Regions from separate parts of the Cricetulus griseus genome. Here region 2 is linked to region 1. The links are chromatin contacts, called in public Hi-C maps. All regions are on one chromosome and are shown on one strand. The core of a region is the stretch at or near the end of the contact, and the rest is flanking DNA. Distances in the headings are between cores, read along the strand shown. Region 1 has its middle 24 kb from the start of Nt5c2. Region 2 overlaps LOC100765482 (metal transporter CNNM2).

What was found. Hi-C and Micro-C count contacts between places; a contact is called where the count stands out from the background.
Region 2: a contact with region 1 is called in a Hi-C map of fibroblasts, with 5 times the contacts expected there. The contact joins two enhancer-like sites. A contact is called at or near these places in 5 of 8 Hi-C or Micro-C datasets (the CHK-Q cell line, the CHO-K1 cell line, fibroblasts and 1 more).

What each region holds. Positions count from the first base shown.
Region 1 is chr3:14,560,956-14,567,383 of CriGri-PICRH-1.0, forward strand. No RefSeq gene overlaps it. Among named protein-coding and RNA genes, the nearest start is that of Nt5c2, 24 kb to the right of the region's middle. Within about 2 kb of position 2,541, at least 2 of the 6 cell types and tissues checked have open chromatin away from gene starts, as enhancers often do.
Region 2 is chr3:14,669,042-14,675,469 of CriGri-PICRH-1.0, forward strand. It overlaps LOC100765482 (metal transporter CNNM2), which reads right to left. Exons shown (of 7, transcript XM_027407100.2): 7 at 1,855-6,428. Among named protein-coding and RNA genes, the nearest start is that of Nt5c2, 84 kb to the left of the region's middle. Within about 2 kb of position 3,785, at least 1 of the 6 cell types and tissues checked has open chromatin away from gene starts, as enhancers often do.

The DNA of each region.
Region 1 (6,428 bases), core at 1,291-3,790:
GCTTTCTCCGTATCTGAGTTTTCATTTAAATGGACCCCTTCCCACTGTGTGCTCCTTCTTTTTTGTTGTTTTTCATGTCACTGGTGGCTGCACAAACGCTCAGTGTTCTGCAATGAATGCCTAGTGACTTACAGTTCCTATTGCTCGCATAAATTCTTTCCCTTTTTTTAAATTTTTGAGACAGGGTTTCCTATAGCTCAAGCTGGCCTTGAACTCAATATATAGCTGAGGATATGGCCTTGAGCTCTGGTCTTCTGCTTCCACCCTCTGAATGCTGAGATTACAGATATATACTGTCTTATCCAGTGAGCACATACATTTATTGAAGTTTTAAAACATTTATGTATTTTATATGTACAAGTGTTTTGTACCATGTATGTGTGTGCACCACCACACAAGTGCCTGATGATGGAGTTTAGAGGAGGCTTGGATCCCCTGAAACTAGAGTTAAGGATGTTAGGGAACCACACTTTCTGGTAACTGAACCCATGTCCCTGACAAGTGCTCTTAACCTTTGAGCTGTCTATCCCCACATAAATTTATTTTATTTATTTTAGTTTTTGAGACAGGGTTTCTCTGTGTTCTGGCTGTCCTGGAACTTGCTTTGTAGACCAGGCTGGCCTCAATTCACAGAGGACCGCCTGCCTCTGCCTCCCGAGTACTTGGATTAAAGGCAGGAGTCACCACCTCCAGAAAAAAAGACAGGGTTTCTCTGTGTTCCTGGCTATCCTAGAATTTTCGCTGTAGACCAGGCTGGCCTTGAACTCACAGAATAAGTTTATTTTAAAGAAGTTAATTAGAATGTTTATTCCTCCAGGAGTCTGTGAGTAATGACTTGGAGCTTTTAAAGCATTTCCTGGAAATGCAGGCAATCTGAGCCTGATTCAAAGGTTTATCTTTCTATTTCTTCATTAAGAACAAACAACCTAGTACTTTGCTCTCCAAGCCCAGGGTTTTTATTTTAATTTGTTCTCAGCTCCAGGCAAGCTTCAGTGATAAACTGAGGCAGTATCAAACTGTAGTAGACTTGCATTAGCATGGTACTGAGGCATGCAGGTGCAGGTGCAGGTGCAGGTGCAGGTGCCCAGCCCGTAGCTGCCCCTTACCAAGCACTCAAAGCGTGGCTCTCAGAACATCCACCGTCACCTTGGGCTCTGAAGACTGTGTCAACAGGTGTTGTAAAACCAGGAAATTGTATTTAAAAGCCCTGTAATCTAGGAAAAACACATGCAAGCTGCTAACCCAATAATAAGACAATTAAATACAGGCTAGGGGAGGTCCTGGCTGGTGAGATTCATGGTTCTGGAAAATTCCGGATCGGAACAGGTTTGTTGAAGATGTGAGGTCCAGATGTGTACCCATTACAAAGTACAAAGACAGAAGCACTGGTGTCAAGAGAGTTAGGAGCACAGAGAGCAGGCCAGCTATTGGCTGGGGCTGAGCCTGGGACTGAGCCTGGGGCTGTCCTTTGGGGAAAGAATTTAATGTTCTCTAAGAGTTACCCAGGGAGCCCTGAGAAACACTCTGGTGGCCCAAGTTACCGTTTAGCTGGTCAATACCACTAGGGGGCAGTATGAACCAACAATTTGTGCCTTGCCCAACTTGGGTTCCTCAGGTTCAGTTTTGAGTAAGAAGGAGCTAAAAGCCACCACCATAGTCCTTAGTTTGTAGGACACCTTTAATGGAGGGAGGTTGTCCACCTTGTGTGGTGAGTGTCAGGATGACACATTTGGAGGGTCTGATGCTGATGAGTTGAAGTTTATTACTCAATTTTTAATCTATTTATTTTTTTGATTTTTGAGATGAGATCTTACTATGTAGCACCGTTTGGCCTAGAATGAGCTATGTTGGCATCGAGCTCACAGAGATCTGCATGCTTATGTCTCTTGAATGCTGGGATGACAGATGTGAGACACTGTGCCTCACTTTCTTTTAAAATCTTGATGAGTGAGAGCGCACACCTGGCATGGTGCATATGTAGAGATCAGAAACAACTTTGGATGTTGGTCCTGGTGTCCCACCCAGTTTGAAGTGGGGTCTCTTGTTCCTTGGTGCATACACCAGGCTAGGTGGCCCATATGGCGTATGGCTTTACAGCAGGTTCTGGGGATCCAAGTCTAGGTCCTTAGGCTGGTGCAGCAAATACTCTACCCACTAAGTTCTCTCCCCATCCTGGAAGATGTCTTTAAAGGAAAAAAAAAACTACTAGTGGACTTATTTATTTTATGCTCATTTCTTTAATATCTCTTTAATTCAGTAGCCAAGTATTGAGACAAGCATTTTATTCTTATTTAACAAATAATTTCCACTCTTCTCCCCAATGACTCTGATATGATCTGTTAACCCACTGTGAGGTGTAACAGAAGAACCATGGGCCTTGGTGTTGGCTGACATGGAGACACACAGTTACTTCTTGACCAGTTGAGTCCACTAGGATCCAGTGACTGTGTACCTTAGCCATCTGTAAAGGTGCTTCCCAGATGGATGAGTGGCAGGATACCATCCAGGGCTACTCAGAGAAATGTTCACCTCTACCTTTTTTTTTCTGCAGGAGCAGCCAAGCAGATCATGGAGCTGGGAGCTCTGCAATTGGCCCTAGCCTCTGGGACAGATGGGAGGGTAGGACCTGGGCACCCTGCCATAGCTCTGCCTTTAGTTAATATTTATTCTTTGTCCTTCTGCCTGGAGACTGAGGGAGCCCAACCACAGACATGAAGAAAATCGCAGGGGCTAGGAGAGCTGGTCTTTGAGGGCTGAGTCAGGCAGGCCTTTTGTGTGGTTGTTAGAGACTACACTATTTATCCACTCAGCAGCAAGCATTGTCTCCCGGGAGTCCAAGAGGGCCCAGGTAGTAAGAAATGCAGAGCCTTGTTGTCTTCTGATATCTGAACAATGATTTTCCCCTCAGGTCTCTTCTGGGTGTGACAACCCTTCTCTTGTTAACACCATCTCCAGCTTGTCTTTCTAAAACCCATTTCTTTAGTGTTTTCATTCCCAAAGGAAGCTTGGAAATTGAGCTCCAGGTTCCTCAGCACAACAAAGAGCTGATCAAAGTTTCTGCCAACTCATTGTTCTTCCTCTCATCCTGCACCCTGTCACCTGGGGCTCCTCCATGTGGCCTGTGAGCCACCTTCTTCAGAGTCATTAAGGACATGATTTCTGGAGCCCAGAGAAGCTGAATTTAAAATGTAGCTCCTCAGCCCCAGACCACACTGCTGATGGGTCCTGACAATCTGCATTTGGACAGCTGCACTGAATCTCGTGAAGACTGCAGCTAAGGACTGCTTGTTCATGCAGGGTCACAGCTGCAAGTAGCCGCACCCCAGTGCATTGCCTGCTGAGGACAGAACCTGCCACATGCTATTTTCACCCAGGACCTGGTTCCCGAGAACCATTCATTTCAGATTATTTGTTAGTATATTTTCTTAAAGTGGGGTGTCATTCTACCATCCAGCCTGACCTGTAACTCGCTGTGTATCCCACTGTGGCCTCAAACTCACACTGATCCTCTTGCTTTAGCTTCTTTGTGTTGAGATTGATGTGAATACTGTACCCGGGTCACTTCAGGATTCTCGATGTACTGACTGTAACGATGTGATTACCACCTGAGTCAGGCACACCTTGGACCTTGTCATGACACTGTAGCTCAGAAATACCAGCTTACTGGTTTCCTGCCAGGAGCTTGCTTACTTCCCTAATACTCAAGCCACCCTGCTCCTGGCATGGCTGCCTACATCTCTTTCTGAAAGAGAATGGCCAGAGCTCCAGTTGCACAGTGGGTTAGGGAGAGGTACTTATGAAAATGAATGGCCTTCGGCTTTGGAGATGGTTCTGTTGGTAAAGTGATTGCACTTGATCTGAGTTCAATCCCCAGAACCTATTTAAAAGTTTGGGGTGTGATGGTGTGCCCTTGTAATCTCAGCATTAGAGTAGCAGAGACAGGAAAGTCTCTGGGGCTTTCTAGTCTAACTGATGAGCTCCCAGCCAAGACTCTGTTTCAAAGGAAGCAGATGGCATTCCTGTGGACGACACCTGAGGTGGTCTTCTAGCATGTACATGTGCATGTGTCTTCATACAGAAACGTGCATACACGTGCCTGCATACAGAAACATGCATACACGTGCATGCATACATTTCTTAAAAAGGGAAATGAGTGGCTTCCTTCCTTCCTTTTCCACCTGAACACATGCCTTCATTTGGGTAGCTTGGTAGTCTGCACCACCACCATCATCTCCCTTTCTTCTTCCTGGCTTTTTCCTGACCACTTGTAAACAATCAAGCTTCTCTCATCCTGACAAGGTATCTTCCTGCAGCCAACCTTGGAAGCTCTTTTCATAGCATAATTCATCAAAAGAGAAGGCTCTGTTTGCTACTGAGCCGCCTCGACCCTATTCTTTCCCCCCGTTCAGTGAGTCCTAAGGCAGTCTTGAGGTGTTTGACATGGATGCTGGGATCTGAACTCACCTTCTCTGGAAGAGCTGCAGGTTCTCTTAAACGCTGAGCCATTTCTGCAACACTTAAATTACATTTAAATTCAGTTTCTAGAAATTAGATTTCCATCTGATTTTTTTCATGCCTCTTTCAATTTGGTTAACCTCCTAACCCCTTTGCCTCCCTCCTCCCCACTCCCCTTCTGACTTAAACCTTTTCACCCTCGTCTACTATCTTCCTTCCCTTATGGCATCCTTCCTCCCCCAGCTTTTCTGGCTTCTACAGGTATGAAACTCACATTACCAGAAATTCAAAGCTAGGATCTGCATATGTGGAGCACATCTGGCATTTGTATTTCTGGGCTTGGGTTACCTAATTTGGTGCAATTTTTTTCCTTATGCTCAAATACTTTTTTAAAGATTTACTGATTTATTATGTACACAGTGTTCTGTCTGCATGGATGCCTGCAGGCCAGAAGAGGGCACAAGATCTCATTACAGATGGTTGTGAGCCACCATGTGGTTGCTGGGAATTGAACTCAGGTCCTCAGGAAGAACAGGCATTGCTCTTAATCATCGAACCATCTCTAGCCCATATTATTCTAGTTTCATCCATTTACCTAAAAGTGTCATAATTTCATTTTTTCTTTACAGCTCAATAAAATCCCATGTGTATATGAACCACACTTTCATTATCTGTTCATCAGTTTATGGACCAATGTCTAGCTGTAGAGAATAGAGTAGCAGTGAATGTGAGTGAGCGAGCTCTCTGGTAGAATAAAGGGTGAGCGAGCTCTCTGGTAGAATAAAGGGTCTTGAGTACTTCCTGTGAGCAGTCATGTTATTCCCCTGCTTGTGGTGTGGCTGGAAAGAGCTACAGTTTCTCCTATAGTGTTATCAGGGATGCTTCTGTCCCCCCCACACCACCCCACCCTTACCCCCACTCACCCCTGCTCCAGCAGAGCAGCAGACCCAATCTTGGGAGTCAGAGTTCCTTCAGTATCTTCTGTAAACTGGGCAATGCTGACTCAGGCTGGCAGGGGTGAGTCAGGCTGGGCAGGGGTGAGTCAGGCTGGCAGGGGGGACTCAGGCCAGGATAGGGGATCTATGAGATGACTTGCAAAGACAACTATCCTTAGGGCTGCTTTTGGTAGAAGGTTCCCAGAGGGCTTAAGGGAAATGGGGCTTTTTGCTTGTTTGTTTGTTGTTGTTTTTGAGGCAAGGCCTCACACAGCCCAGGCTGGCTTCATCTCACTATATAACTGAAGCTGGTCTTGTATTCCTGATCCTCCTGGTGTCCTGGGATTATAAGTCCGTTGTCACCTTGCTCAGCCCAGGAAATGGGCCTTTTGATGGTAGAGGTTCGCAGCCGTGCTGAAGCACCATCTGGTGGTAGAACTCTGAACTCTGATGCCACAGGGAAGTCCTCAGAAGGGTGAAGTCGTCTCAAGAGGCTGTCAAGAAGAGGACGGAAGTGGAACTAGAGAGCTTACAGAAGTCCTCGCCATGCCACGCTGCTTTGTCATTGCACTGCTTCTTGTGCGTTGGGAACAGGAGTGGACTCGAGAAAAACATTCTCTCTCCTTCTGCATTCAGCCAGGGCCACCCTGTCTCAAGCCTTCATATCCCACTTGAGTCACCTTGACCAGGATCTTCAGTTCCCAGAGGAGGAGGACTTTGTCCACCTAGAGGTCTGTGAGAGAGACTGAGTCCCTCAGCCCTGGGACTGTAGTGCTTGTCCTCAAGGACCAGGAGAGCTTCAGATTACACTGGAGAGTTAGTTGTCTTGTTCACAAGTTATGCTCCCGTCATCAAGAGAGGCCTCTGAGGGTGGTGGTGAAGGGGAGACTGGTCCTTCACCTCTGAGGGTGGTGGTGAGCACACGCTAAAACAGAGACTTTCTGGCCACACTGCAGAGTGGCACTGACCACCAACCTTCAGCCATCTCTGTGCCTGTACAGATCACTAAAGTCTTGAGACGGGAAGAAATGGAGGTGA
Region 2 (6,428 bases), core at 2,535-5,034, 110 kb after region 1:
CCTGCAATTTTTCCAAGGCTTCTTGGGCATTTTAAAATACTCTGCTTGTTCACCACGAATAGCCTGAGATAAACAAGTGCATTAAGTCTGTATTAGGACAGGAACTTTGTTCACATTCCATGTTATGGAAACTATGTAACCTCTCTCTGATGGTGGGAAAATGACATGCCGAAGTCATTGCCACACCGTAAGCAGCCCCATTCCGCACACGGCTTGAGACTTAAGGCTTCAGTACTTAGTTTCTCATGGCATTCCTTCTTGTTACTGGGAAATTAGCTTCTCTTACAGCTTTTCCTCCGAGGGAACAATTTCTAACCATACATTTGGGGATACCTGGAACTAAAATCTTCACCAAAGATGCAACAAAAGCGTACACTGCTAATGACATGTATAGATGCTGTACACATGCTCAACAGCCAAAAATCAGCATGGAAACCGCAGAGCCACGCTGCCTGCACCCAGGTCCACTAACAGTAAAACAGAGCTTCACCATCGCACTGCTGTCCAGAAATAGCAGAAAGCAGATCATTTAGAAAGAATACTCGTTTACAAAATTCATGGCTTTTTCCTCATCGCTTGCCCGCTTCTCAACATACGGCAACAACAGTGTGATGAAGCTGTCTGAGAAAAATAACTGTAATTCCAAGAAATAAAATGTCGCCACATGCCACACCAGCGTGTTGGTCACCAAATAGACCATGTATATCATGGTGGCCCCTAAGGTTCTATGGCCTGCTCCTGTAACCGCCTGGCTTGTGAAAGTACAGTGCAGTGCTGATCCCATGAGGTTGCCTAATGGCACAGTTGTCACACACATTCCCATGGAAGCGATGCATGCATGAGTGCTCACAGTCCCAAGTCACTCTTAGAGCCACACTTAAAACTATACCTACCTCAACTCTGAGCACTGCCGCAGACACACATACTTGTACGCCATGTGTCTACGTATTTCCCAACTTGCAACTCCAGTTTTCAGCCTGGCCACTTGCTGTTTCTTCACAGGGGTACGTAAGGCTCCCAAACTCCATCTGTTGCTAGAGCAAGAGCAGGGAGCTCTTTTACACCCGACTCTTCCCAGGGGTCTGTAGAGGAGACCTGGAAGATGGGGGTGAAGCAGCAACATGGAGACAGCAACAGTCCTGAAAGTCTCAAGTTCCTGAGCGTTTGCCAGGCACTGAATGTTGAGAGGTCCGTTAGTAGCGTCACCCATGGACTTGTGGGCCTGGGATTTACGTATGTGACAGCCAAGTGTAACGTAGAGAGAAACAGGCTCAGTCTCAGGACACCTGCCTGGTATTTCCTGCGGTTTCAGCACCTGACAGCTACTAACATCATCAGGAAGTGTTTCACCACAGCCCAGCATTTATTCCCTCTCAGAAACCTGCCTATTGTCAGGTCAGCTGCCAGGACAAGTACATGCTGAAGTTACGATAAGGACCACATAACCATTCCTTTAACCTGGGACTGCCTGCTCTGACAGAGCCTTGGTGCCACTGCCAAGCAAGACCTCGCCTTTCCATCTACCTAGCTGCTAAGTCACTAGGGCTGCTAGTGTCCATGGCAAGTTGAGTGGCTCCTTCTACCTTTTTCTAGTGCATGGCTGATGGGGGCAGACCTCACTCCTTGAAAGGAGAACACTCTAGAACCCGCTGTACACCAGGCTGTAACCTGGAGGCAGTCAACTTGTATTTCTGTGAACACAAGACTTTGCAGTGTCTGTCCAAAGGAGGCGCCCTGGAGTGATCCAGTCTGATCTTTTCCTACCAGTAAAGCCAGGTAGTTGGGCAGGGGACCAAGGCTGAACAAAACAAAATGGTTGGTGTTACACAGAGGAAAGAGGGAACACACATCTGCTAGAAGGGTGAACAGAAAATCATTTATCTAAATAGAATAATAGAAATAAACAAAACTTTTTAAAAACAATCACAAGATTTACAAATAAATTGGTACAAAATAAATAGGTATTGTAAATCTACAACATTTGAATTATAAATGCGTCCATCATGACAGTCGGCTTGTGGAGCCTGTGCACGTGACCTGTGCCTGTGTAGCTTCCCATTGATGGCACTGCTCAAATGCATGAAATGTACACCATGATACAGTGGGCACCGCTAAGGAGAATGGGGATAACCAGACAAAGCAGGGCTTGCTTTAGACCCAAGGCAGCGTCAGTACCTGGGCCATGACACCAGGAAGAGGCATGTTCAGAGCCTTGATGGGCAGGCAGCTTCCAGGACACAGACAGGTTCAGCAAGCCAAGGTGAGAAGTAGAGGCTGTCATTTTGGGCTATCATTGGACCAGGAAACTGATCTGGTTTGGGTAGTGATGAGGAAGGAGCCACATGCTACCACCACACAGGAAAGAAACCACTTCTGCAGTAACTCATGGAGACTTGAGATGGTCTGCCTCCACCTACCTCCCAAATACTGGCCACCACGAATGGGTGGCAGTGGGGCCGTGAAAGACGCTGAGGGAAGAGCAGCAGCAATACAGGTTTTTGTTTTGTTTTTTCCTTTAGAAAAGAATACCACCACCCTCTCGCCCAGTAAGGGAGAACAGAACCCTGGGCTCCATGGATGAGGAGCTTTATACTAACAGTAGACATATGTACATAATAAATAATATAAAATAAAGCATATACATTTGTGGATTTAAAGGACTGTAAAAACAAGAAAAGTCAATGGATTGATAGACTCTTCACAGTAGACCAGACATGGGTGTTCAGAAGCTAGGTGGGGGCTGTCTAGGGAATGTGTCCAAGGAATCGTTCTTTGCCACTTCCCTCTGTTTATATGTAAGAAACCCGAGTCTCCAAGAAGAGCAGGCACTCAGGTCTGTTAGGCCCCTTTGATAGCTCTCTTTAGAGTGATTCTAGAAGAATCCAGCCCCCTTAAGTAAATCCGTGTGGATCAGATGTGAGCACTCAGGTGTCTTCCAAGTGAGGCCAGACAGTATCCAGAGTAACCTCATCTGAAGTCACTGCTGACTGTCTCTCCTATGTGTCACAGCTGTGTACCTACAAACACCTAGAACCTGACCCTTCCTGCCATTTTGATATTGCTTCAAGTACTGCCTGGAACTCCCCATCAAAAGGTATTTAAAACAATCGCAGTTGAGATGTCTCAAGGTCTCTGGTATAAAAAGGTTGCCCGTTTAGGTCACAGGAAACTAAGAAACAAAGGCCCTCAGCTGCTGTGAAGGACTGCTCCCTCTGACTGACTGGACTCCCCAGAAAGAAAACCAGTAAATTATCATTGATTCCGGGAGGAGTGTGCACAAGTCTTGGAGAAAGGTCTGCTCAGCCCAGGCTCCAGACCAGCCTTGGAACGCTACCCATCCCTCGAGTAGAAGACGTGAACCTCAATGAGTTCATCCTTCCCATCAGCCACTCAGACACAAAAGCAAATGGCCCTGAGGTATAAAAATCCACTGAGTAGGTTGCTCATTGATAAATTTGTTTGGGAAACCCCCCAAGCCCCCCAGTCACTTACTTCCCTATTCACCTCAGCTCCTTGGATTCTGGGCTAGCCTACAGCTTACCCAGTTGTCCTTGTTTCACAGAGGCACAAGCCTAGGCCCAGAATGGAAGTGAACAGCCCAGGAAAGCCCAGTCTCAGTAAGAAAGGGCACAGTGGTACCTGAAGCCTAAAACAGCCCCTCATAGGAAAAACACTTCTTGGGTCAGAGCAGGGAGGGGGGAGGTGTGCCAAGCCACCAGGGAGCTTAGGCTACAAGGCATGCTCTAAGAAGTCTGCCCTCTGAGGCCTGCTCTTCAGTCCAGGAACAAGGTGTGGACGTTGCACCAGTTAACCTGCCTGGCTTCACCCCTGGGAGACCTCATCCCCTGGGTCCAGGCACAGGGACTGTGTGGCACAGATCCCTGGCAGCATTCAGAGAACAGAGGTCCCTGCATGTGTTTTAATTAGCTAGGACACAGGCTCACTCACTCAGCACCTACTTGGTTTGCTTCTTAACCCAAATAGCATGAGGTCCCTGCCGAAAGCCCCGATGCTCCATTCCTTAAGGGAAATGCATTTGGACCTGGGCTGTTTTCCTAGACTTGGAAAACCTAGTCCTTCAGCTGTACGGAGCTGGGGGTGCAAGGCTACTTCACAGTTCGTGTTCCATGTCAGTGTGAAGTTCTGCACTGAACACCTACACACGTTTCTTGGAATAACATGAGAAAGTGGTGTGTGGCTCAGCTCCCTTCACGTGAGGGCAACCAGGCCCACAGAGAGTACGGAAGGAAGAGGAGGCACCTTCAGATTAAGAACCAAAGTTTAATCCACTTGACTAGCACCCAATGCTCATGCATACATTTTAGGGTTCTGTTTTCCCAAGGTTTTAATTGTTAAGAGTTTGGACTTGCCCAGTGGACAAAGGGCAGTGGGGCGAAGGACGCTCATTCACCATGAATGTCCTGGCCACATCTGCACCCAAGGCTGCCCTGGCCTCTGGCTGGCAGCAGTGGCTTCAGATGCCACGGTAGGGCAGGGGGTAGGCCCATAGCACCCCCAGTCTGGCCAGCCTGCCTGCCCTCCCCCTCCTACCTCCCTGTTCACACAAGCTGCATCTGGGAGGACTACAGGCCAGAGCACAAGGGAGGGGCCACTGTGCCTGGCCGTCACGGACTTGCTAGTCTTTCTTGGCTGGGAAGCCCATGGGGTCAGGCCACAGATGGTATGTGCCCTTCCTGGACAAGACAGTTACGCTGCCCCAGAGGAGAAGTGTCTCTCCTTCAGCTCCTAAGGAGTCTGAAGAATTGGTCACTCAGATGCAAACCCTGTTTGAAGGTTGAGACCTCTCCACAGAGCAGCCAGTTCACCTTTGTGCACTTGGGAACTGGGGAGGAACGATTCTGAATTCCTGTTGGAAGAATGGAGTGACTACTCAACGGTAATTAGATGGTTAGTGGGAATGAACACAAAGCTGGCGGGCAGGCTACAGTCTCAGTCTTCCCAGCGGCTTTGTGAGAGAACACTACACCTAACAGCCACACCAGGCATCGCTAGGATCCACCAACAGTGAAGCTCTGAAAAGGGACTCCGCGTGCTTCTGTCCCACAGGCCCCTTCCAGCAGTAAGAATGCCTGAGGCAGGTACGCACAGTGCCCAAGAGGCTGACAGAGGGGAGCACGTGCCACCCAGAGCCTTGGCTGGGCTCCTGGCTCCCTCCAGGCCTCAGGGAGGGGCCCAGGTGGAGGCTTACTGGTGTAGAGAGAGACCCCCAGCCTTGGCCAGAGTTTGCATCTGCACACATTATGCTCCTTAGTAAATGGATTTTTTAAAAACCTGGACGTGTTTGAAAAGAGGGTTACTCACAGTGTGGGGCTCCATATGGTAGGACCTGCATCCCAAGGTGACAGGCCAGGCGCCAGCAGCAGGTCACTCAGCAACCCGAGAGTAAGGCCACTGCCAGTGACCCTCCACAAGTGAGGCCACCCCTTCTCTGTCAGACGTGGTCCCTCCTGAGAACTCTCCAGGACCACCACCCAGGGTTAACACTGTCCATGGACATGGCACCAGAGGCCCAAACCCAGGTGTAGCAATCATAGGACACTTGCCAAGCATGCCCAAGGCTGTGGGTTCCACTCCCAGCATGCATGCGTACACACACACACACACACACACACACATACACACACACACACACACATTTCCAGAGTCACCAACTATTAACCAGGAGACCAACCTAACATGTCACCCTCCCAGAGCCCAACCTGGGGTTGGTGGACCTCCTACCTGAGGGAGGAGGCTGATGTTGAGCCTTAGGGCAGGAAGCCAGGCACAGGAGACCCTGTCTTCTCCAGCAGTGACCTGGGTGCTGAGAATCCTATCAAACACTATGGTCAGCAGTTCATTTCAGTGTATGAGTATCGCCAGCAAACGCAAGGAACCACTTACACAAAGAAGCTAGTTACGGATTCAGTCACCCAAACAGTACTTGCTGGCGTGAACTTCACAACACATGGTAAATTTGGTATTAAAATAGGACAAGAGACACACACATGAAACGGTCACAACACACATTTGGTTTCTGAATCCGTTTGGGGTGAACCTGACTGGCTGTATGGGCACCTCTCTGGCACTGGCCACAGCTGAAGCAAGAGACACCTTGAGCAGGGGCACTGCCACTTCTGGGCCCCACAGCCCATGGACAAGATGGGAGAGGGCACTTGGCTGTATGGAAGAAGGGGCAGGACAGGCAGTCCCTTGTCCTTCCATTAAAAACATGGGTCTAGACCTGCCCAAGTACATAGCCCATCCCACCCCACCCCTGCCTCATTCTGGTAATTGACAAATCCCAGTGGGAAGGAGGCACTCACGTAGCTGCCACAACACATGTTCATTAAGACGCCCCACGGAAGGTTTCCATTTGGCACCTGGAGCAGCAGCTTGGGTTAACGAGAGTGAGGGACGAGAAGGTT